2 separate regions of the Canis lupus genome follow, and region 2 is linked to region 1. The links are chromatin contacts, called in public Hi-C maps. All regions are on one chromosome and are shown on one strand. The core of a region is the stretch at or near the end of the contact, and the rest is flanking DNA. Distances in the headings are between cores, read along the strand shown.

Evidence for each region. Hi-C and Micro-C count contacts between places; a contact is called where the count stands out from the background.
Region 2: a Hi-C map of blood shows a contact between it and region 1, with 2.9 times the contacts expected there. The contact joins the promoter of FOXN2 here to the promoter of FBXO11 in region 1. A contact is called at or near these places in 2 of 9 Hi-C or Micro-C datasets (both in blood).

Annotation. Positions count from the first base shown.
Region 1 is chr10:50,979,384-50,984,104 of UU_Cfam_GSD_1.0, forward strand. It overlaps FBXO11 (F-box only protein 11), which reads right to left and starts at 1,578. Exons shown (of 23, transcript XM_038551237.1): 1 at 1,453-1,578. LOC102155569 (a long non-coding RNA gene) reads left to right here and starts at 3,045. Exons shown (of 6, transcript XR_005365928.1): 1 at 3,045-3,734.
Region 2 is chr10:51,278,282-51,282,329 of UU_Cfam_GSD_1.0, forward strand. FOXN2 (forkhead box protein N2) reads left to right here and starts at 1,881. Exons shown (of 6, transcript XM_038551240.1): 1 at 1,881-2,027. It overlaps LOC111097744 (a long non-coding RNA gene), which reads right to left and starts at 1,762. Exons shown (of 4, transcript XR_005365954.1): 1 at 1,634-1,762; 2 at 1,184-1,226.

The sequences.
Region 1 (4,721 bases), core at 328-2,827:
GACTATCGGTAACAGTGACTAGTGAAAACCCTTTGAACTATTTTTCAGATTATCATCTCTCTCTTTCATTTAAGTATTTTTATCAAGTACAACACTGAAACAGATTTTAAGGAAAGAATGTATGATTTTTAAAAGGCATTTAATCTCAATCCCCTTGATCAAAGGAGGTGTGACAACCAACGCATGTAAAATTAACCTTAATCCGCCAACGAAAACACGCAAAATGTCTCCTAACAATTCCCCTCCTCCTTAAAACAACAACCGTACACATAAATATGGTACTGACCTCCACCCCCGCGGAGAGCAGCTAATTAATAAAGAGAATAGTTACGTCTGGAGACCGAGGTGCAACACTCTACCTCATAAACCTCCCCCAAATAACCACATCGTCAAAGTAGAACTGAACATTATTTTTGCTAAACCAAGAATCCAACCCCCCGGAGCCTCAGCCCTCAGACAATGGTGGTTACCAGACAGAGCTGCACAGTTGGGTCCAAATGACACATTTCGCTAGGCCTTGGACACGGCACACACTCACTCTCTCCCTAGGGGCCGGTTCCCAGCAAGGGGCGTTCAGACCCCACCGGGAGACGGAGGGGCTGGCGCAGCGGCGCAGGGGTTCGCTGGGGGGAGGACGGGCGAGAGGGGTGGTCGGGAGGGCGGAAGGGTAACTGCACTGCACGCGAGGGAGGGGGCTGGAAATGGCCGATGGGTCCTATATTTATTTATTTAAAGGTCTCGATTTAACGGGTCCTTTCCCAGGGGTTCTGTAACTAAAGCCAAACTGCGCAGCAAACACTGTGGGGTTGGGAGAGGAGTCGCGGCTCCCCCTACCCCGTGACCAGGGAGGGGGGTGGGGGAAACAAGTTCCCCGGCCAACACCACAGACCACTCGGATTCCCCCCCCCCTTCCCCCTCCTCCACAGGAAGGGGGAGGCTAAACAGAGAAAAGGGGGAAAAACAAGTTCCCCAGCCAGCCCCACCGCCCGATCACTCCCAGTTGTCCCCCCCCCCCCACACACACACCTTCTGTTATGAAGGGGGAGGCAAACCGTGGAAGGCAGCAGAGAAGGGGGAAATCCCACCCTCTGCCTCCCCCGCCCCAGCCACCGACAGACTCCTGCGGGGTCCGTGAGCCAGGCGAGAAGCCAAGGGATGGGTGGGGGTAGAGGGTGCCGAGCCCCCGCAACCAAACAAAGCGCGGCCTGAGCGAGAGCCCGGGCGGGTGGGGAAGCCGCGGCTTTTCCTGCCGGCCGGGGCCGGGGCCGGGGCCGGGGCCGGGCTCGGGGCCGCGGCCGGGGCCCGGGCCGGGCTGACACTGCGGCACCGGGGGACCCGCCTCCGCTCGGCCGCCGTCTCCCACCCCCGGGGGGCGCACAGGCCTCCCTCCCCGCGGGGCCCGGCCGGCCGGCGCCCGAGCCGGCGGGCGGCGGGGAGTGAGCGCGGCCTTACCCCGCTCGCCGGCGTTGTTCCGCTCCTGAGGCAGCGGCGGAGGCGGCGGTGGCGGCGGCGGAGGCTGCTGCTGCTGCTGCTGCGGCGGCGGCGGAGGCTGCTGCGGCTGCTGCTGAGGCGGCTGCGGCGGCGGCTGCTGCGGGGGCTGCTGCTGCTGTTGCTGCACCGGGCGCGGCCGCGACACTCGCCTGGGTCTCCGGTTGGCGGCTCGGACGGAGTTCATTTGCCGGGCTGAGGTGGCGGCGTTGGCGGAGGGACACACACACACACACACACGCACACGCACGGCGAGCTCCGGGCCGGAGCAGGGGGTGGGGGGGGGGGAGGAAGGAAAGGGGGCGAGGGGAAGGGGAGACGGGAAGGGCGGAGGGGGCGAGCGAGACCCCGAGCGGAGAGAAAGGCCCGCGGAGACAGACCGAGAGCGAGCGCGGCCGGCCGGGCGGGCCTGACGCACGGGGAAGGCCGAGGCGGCCGGGCGGGGCGGCCGCGAGGGACGGAGGCAGGAGACGGGCAGAGCGAGGGGAAGAAAGAAAGGGCGTCCGCCCGCCCGGGGATCCCGAGGCGAAGCGCGGCGTCGGCGGGTGAGGAGACAGACTCCGGGCCCGCCGACTCCCGAGCGGCGTCTCCGGCGGCGGGGGGAGTGGGCGGGCGGGCGGGCGGGCGAGGAAGGGAGAAGGAGGAGAAGAGAGGGAGAGAAGGGAGGGAGGGAGCGGGGGGCGCCCGGCTCTCTCTTTTTTTTCCTCTTCCTCCCCCCACACCCCCTGAAAGAGATTTCTGTGAGGAATTTTTCTCTCTTTCTTCGGCCTCTTCTCTCTCCTCCCCCCCTTCTCTCCTCGGCGAAGGGGAAATGAGTGTGAAGGGAGGAGATAGAGGGAAAAAGAGGCGTCGTCGTTCCTCCTCCTTAAAGGAACCTTTCCTCCTCCTCCTCCTCCTCCTCCTCCTCAACCCCGTCGCCGCTGCTTCTGCTGCTGCTCCGTGGCAGGAGGAGCCATTGACACCGCCGGAGCCTCCACTCGCCCAGTGGGTCCCTCCCCGCCGCGGGGCTGGCCGGGGGCGCGGGGGAGGGCCGCGGGGCGGCGGGGGGAGGGGCGAGGGGGCGGGGCCGCGGGGAGGCGGGGATTCCAGCCAGGCAGCCAATGGGGGGCGCCCGTACAGCCACCGGCCAATGGGGCCCCCGCTCTTATGGCGCAGGCCCTTCCTTCAACGCCCTGTTTCCTCTCTCGGGTTTCCTCCCTCCCTCGCCGAGGAGGGGGAAGGAGGGAAGAGGGAGTGTGGTGGGGCGGGTGATAATGGGGAGGTATCAGGGCATATAATAGAGCGGGGGGTGGGCGCCGAGAGCGCTAGTGCGTAGCGACGGTTCTCGGAGAGGAGGTGCTCGGAGGGAAGGGCGGGGGCTGCTGATGTAATGGGGAGAAGTGATTAATCCTTCGGTTCGCCTTTTCGGTTCTCCCCCCTCCGCCCCACCGCCACCTTCACCCGATTTTTTAAGCAGAAGAGAGAGAGAGAGAGAGAGAGGAGAGAGGAAAAAAAAAAAAAAAGTGGAGCCAGGGAGCCGATCCTGGGTAACTCGGCGTTTTCGGCAGTGGGTAGGTTCACGGCGTGAGCTGTAGGGAGCGCTAGAGAGTCCGTTGCCCTTTAGCCCAGCTGAGGGTATCTGCAAGCCCCGGAGCTCCGGTTCCCCGGGCTTTCAGCTGGAAACCCGAGTTGGGAGTTACTTTCCTGATCGCAGTCTGACAAGAGTCGCCCGAGTCTTGGAAAGGTTTCGGTAAACAGGCACTTAGACCTCGGGTCGGCTTATTTCTTGGGAACGTGGTCTATGTAATAACGATCAGGAAAATAATTTGTGAGGAAAGGGAGGGATTATAAATGCGCTGAGGTTAGGATTGTTTATGTGATTTTAAATGTTTTTAAATTTATTTATTTATTTATTTATTTATTTATAGATCCTACAAACTCAAAGGAAGAGAAACACCCCCCCCCCCAAGAGGAATTATCTTCCGTATCTGGTCCCCTCACCATAATCTGTCCCCAAGGAAAACGCGTTTTGTTGTTGTTGTTGTTGTTGTTGTTTTTGGTTTTTTTTTTTTTTTTTTTTTTTTTATTCCCTAGCTTTTGTCGTGAAGACGGAAAAAGTACCCTTTCTCACTTGGCTCCGGCTCTCCCTTTTGTTTTTTCATTTTATGTAGGTGGCAAAACAGTTTACCTGATTCTCCAGTCTTCAGACCTTTGGGTGACTTCTCTCTTATTTGAGTTTGATCGATTGCTGTCTAGGCGTGAGATGGGTAATTAAAGAGGTTACAAAGTATGATAAAGTAAGGCTGAGAGGCGGACAGGTGTGTACTTGGGGGGGGGGGGGAGGGGGGAAGGGCAAGGAGAGAGGATCCCGCACTGTGCTGGGTGTTTGAGTCCCTGGTTTGATTCTGTGACTCTAGGCAAATTACCTTTATAGAGAATGAGGGTTCCTCACCTTTTAATATGAGTTTATTTTGGATTACATAATCCTGTTTTCAATTTTTAAAAAACATTCTGTAATTTTGAGATGATCTCTCTCTGGTCCTAAAAATGTTGAAACTTAGATCTCTAAGTTTCCTTAAGTATCCAAAAATATTTGAGGAAGGGGGCTGTTAAAAAACAACTGAAGAACTCCGGATTTTCATGGTTGTTAGCCAGGTGCCAATGGGTAAAATTTTAGTTTTGGCTCAAGTAAATAATGGAGTGGGTGGAAGAAAATTACTTGCTATTATACATAGAAGTGGATCCATAATTCTGATTTTTCCAAGAATTTATTTTTTTATTCAACAAGCACGGTTCCTTCTGTTCCATCTGCATTCCTATGTAAGGTGCTATGGGAAGTACCAAAACTAAAAAGAAAAGGCAAACTCTTAGGCATAAAGCATTTGTAATTTGGCACAGCAGAGGCGAAGATTTACTTACACTAAGTCATATGTACAAAGAAAATGTAGCTTGTTTATTTTTTATAAGGTTTAACCTTCTCGAGTCTCCACATTATCTCTCTCTTAACATAAATGTTGAGTCTTTGAGATTTTATTTCCCCACCTCCCTCTCATTCCAAGATATATATGGGGGTTGAGGGTTGCTGTATAAGGTGAATAGATTTCATATCTTTGGCATCCTAGATATTTGAGTTTATTAGGACAGCTCTCTGGCCTGTGGCAGTAAGATGCCTTGTTCTAATAAAACCAGCATATTATGACGATTTTCTGATAGGTGAAAGTAAAGTGTCTTGAGAGAGGAAGTGTCTTTTTCTA
Region 2 (4,048 bases), core at 631-3,130, 300 kb after region 1:
ACAGATTTCCCAAGAGACCTCAGCCTTATCCACAGCGATTATTTAAATGTTCCCAGCCTCTCTACTCAGTAGAGAGGCCCAGCAGAGAGATCTTAGTGGATGCTAATGCAGTACATTCATTACTTGACCTTGGACAAGTTACATGACTGTTCTGGATTTGTTTTTGCATCCATGATAAACTGGGCTCCTAGATGACCTATCTTTAAAGTATATATTCATTCCAGATTTCAAATTCTGGGATTCTTCTAGAGTTGAGGAGGACTGTTTGGTCACCTGAGTTTAAAACTGATTAGAAGGAAAAATAGAAACTAAAGTTCAATATATCAAATAAGATACTATTACAATAACCTGTAGGGAGAGGAAGACCTATATTATACTAGTGATCACCATGGCCACTAGAGATAAAGCAAAACTAAGGTAGGAAGAGGCTGTGGCTCTTCACAAGCCACCTCCTGTCAGTCTTCCTTTCTCCCTAGCGTGTTTGTGGTAAAAAAAAAAAAAAAAAAACAAAAAAAAAACTACTATATTCTAGTACTATATTCTAGTAGTTCTGAAAACTAGTAATTCTACTATATTCTTCCTCTAGGAACGTCCTTCAACTTGTCCACATGAGGGGGTAACAGTGATTGCTCTGAAGGGAGAAAATGAAGCAACTCTTGTTTTAATTGAAGCTTACTGTATCTTTGCCGGGTGGCCTCTTACTCCAAATGCAGTCATGAGGACCTTCAGGACGGTGTAATGAGAAATAAATGGAACTAGTAGCTGATTTTGGACAAATCCTATAGACACAACATTTTCCTCTGTGGAATGAGGGTTGAACACTTCCATTTTTGTTTTTATACATTCTGATGCCTAGAATTCTTCTATGTCTCTGTCATCTCCACAGCTTGACTTGTTTTATTGTCAGTAGGCAGCTCGTTTCATAATCAGCTCACTTTATACTCATGGCCTGGCACATAGTAAATATTCAGCTAACATTCATTGTTCTGGAAGAAAGTGAGCCTCCTATGACACCAGCCACTATGCATGTCTCTTTCACATACCTTTTCTCTCCATCCATTCAGCACATTAGTGACAGGGATCATTACTCTAGTTTTTGAAGATGTGGATAATATAGATACTCAGAAATTTAGTGATCAGAATCATAATTTTTGTAAAATAGAGCCTTAGTTCTGCCACTTACCTTGTATTTGTCAGGTTAATTTCCTAAGCCTCGGTTTCCTTATCTGTAAAGTGGGAATTTGTAAGAGTTAGGGTAGGGTTTGCAGATTTAGCAAAAAAGAAAAAAAAAAAAAAAACAGGAAGTGTATCTCCAAATGGAACATTCTTATATTAAAAAAATATTCTACATTTACCTGAAAAAAAATTTTTTTACCTGAAATTCTGATATAATTGGACACTCCTGTGTTTTATCTGGCAACGCTATCTTAGCATCATGGTTATCACAATGCACGTAAAGAATTTAGCTCGGTCCCTAGCACTTAGTGAGGCCTCAGGAAATGCGATGCTTATTAAATTTTGGGTCTGATTCCAGAGTCTTTTTTTTTTTCTTTACCACAAACACGCTAAGCTCAGTTTCTTCTTAAAATTCCAGTCAAGCGAGTGCAATATGAAGTTCACACTCACGCTTTACCGTTTCGACAGCGCTTTCAAAGCCCGGGCAATGGCGGAAGGCTCCCGGGGGCCCCCACAGGAGCCCGGGCTGTCGAGGGGCCCCGCCGCAGTCCCCGCGCCAGGACGCGCCGGCCGCGCCGCCGGGGAGGCCGCCCTAGCCCCGCCCCCGGGCCTCCCCGGCCACTCAGCGGCCGCGCCGCGCCCCGCCGCGCTCCGATAGGCCCTTCCGGGACAGGCGAGGCCTTTCCATTTTTCCCGCCTTCCCAGCCTCTCCTCAGCCCGAACCCGGCCCGGGCCCACACAGCGCCTCCGCCCTGCCTTCCGTGCGAACCCCGCCCTTCCGGACACCGCATCTCCCTTCCTTCCTCGCCAGCCGTCCCGAGCCGCCTGCGAGGCCCCGCGCCGGCCCTTAGGTAGGAGGTGGGCGGGGCACCGAGGGGCGGACCGAGCCCCTCCCGAGGGGCCGCGGGGGGGGCGGGGACCGCGGGGGGCGGGGCTAATCGCCTCGGCGCCGCGTTGCCATGGCAGCGGGGGAGGGTGCCGGGAGGGGGAGGAAGCGAGCGGGAGGGGGATGTGGTGCTGCCGCGGCCGCCACCGCAGCTGCCGCTGCCTGCTCTTTGCCGCGTCTTCCCGGAGGCGGCTGCTGGAAGCCGCCGGGAGCAGCTGCGGGGCTCTGCCATATTGTGTCCTCCCCTGCCCGCCCCTCGCCTCCCCGCCGCGGCGGCCGAGCAGACGGTGAGTCCCGCGCGGAGTGGCGCCCTGCGGGGCCGGCGCCGCCGGGCGTCCGCGCTCCCCGCCCCGGCCCGCGCCGCGGCTCCCGGGGCGGAGGCAGCGCGTGCGGCGGCGGCCGGCGGCCGGCGGCCGGCGTGGGGCGCGGAGGCGGCCGTCCCGTGACGCGCCCGGACATTTTTGTCCTGTGAGGAATTGGCGCCGGCACGGGGCGGGGAGGGGGGCGCGCTGTCCCCGGCGCGCGGCGTGGGTCCCGTGTGGGCTCCGGGGCGTGGGGGCGGCCCCGTGAGGAGTTCGGAGTTGTTGGCGAGCGGCAGGGACTGCCCGGGGGCGGGTGCCGGCGGCCCGGCGAGGCTCCGCTCGGGGCCAGGCTGCTGTCGGAGGAAGTGCCCCGAGCCCCTCGGGAGCGTGTGCAGCGCCCCCGCCCCCGCCCCCGCCCCCGCCGAGTGGAGCGCGACGTGCCGGGCGTGGAGGGCGGCCCGGCTGGGCCCCGCCGAGGCGCGCCCGGGGAGGCGCCGGACGGACGCTGCGCGCAGGCCACTTGCAGCCCCCCGGGCGGCGGGGCTCGGGGCACAGGGGCGGGTCCCGGATGTGGGGGGCGCCCCGGCCCCTGGCCCCTCCCCCGCGGGCGCCCGTCGGGGGGCGGGGGGAGTTAGGGTTTTTCTGCGCCGCTGTACGGCCACTTCCTGTTCGCCGCCGCTGGGGCCCGTGGGTACCTCTGCCCCTCGGTCTTCTGCCTGGGGCGGGGGGCGGGCCGTGGGGGCGTGTGCGAGGCCCTCCGCCCGCGGGGTTGGCCTCGCCGCAGCCGCAGCCGCGAGTCTGAAACCCCGGCGGCCGGTGGGAGGCAGGGGAAAGCCGCCCGTGTGCGCGCCCCTGCACCCTCCACCCTCCACCCTCCACCCTCCACCCTCCACCCTCTACCCTCCACCCTCCACCCTCCACGCTCCTGCAGCTCCACCTTTGCGAAATGCCTCCGTTCCCACCTCCGGTCGCTGGAGTGGGCGTAGCGACTTCAGTGGGGGTGCACTCTCGGGCTCTTCGTGGACCCGATTTCTGCTTGAAAGTCTCTTTAAGGCAGCCTCTGTACTTTACCTTACAGGAAAGGGGGGGAAAAAAGTCTTGGCGTGCAGAGAAACGGCACAGCGCCTCTTCTGCCGCGACTCCGGGGTGGAGGGAGGGGGGCAGTTATTTGTTTCCAGGTTAGTTAGTGCGGTCTCTCCTGCCTGCCTTCTGATTGTGACAGCCACGTGGCCGCCCGAGTGTGAGAGTTGCCCTAGCGCCGCTCGGTCTGAGGCTTCCTGGGTACCAGGGGCTTTGTGATCGTGCTGTAGCCTTGCATCCACACTTACTTTGGCGTTTTCTGAGATGAGGAAGTGGAAAGAACTGAACTTGTTCATGTCTGTCTCTGTTCCGCATTTTAAGACTTTGTTTCCTTGCCGTCCGTGTATATATGGACGTTTTTTGCCTTCCTCCGCTGTTTTGATGATTCATCCCTAAAATCTCAGCAGTGTTAGGTATCATTAAAGAGTGGTGGGGGAAGAGAGTAGTACATTATGAAGTTCCTCAACTCTGGGAAAAAAAAAAAAAAAGCCGTTTGTATTTCAGAAGCATCAGTGAGAGGTTCTAACGCAAGAAGAAATCATCACGTTCTGGAGTATTTCTTTTTTTGAGTTTTATAGAAGTCTTATTTTTTTTCTTCTTCCAT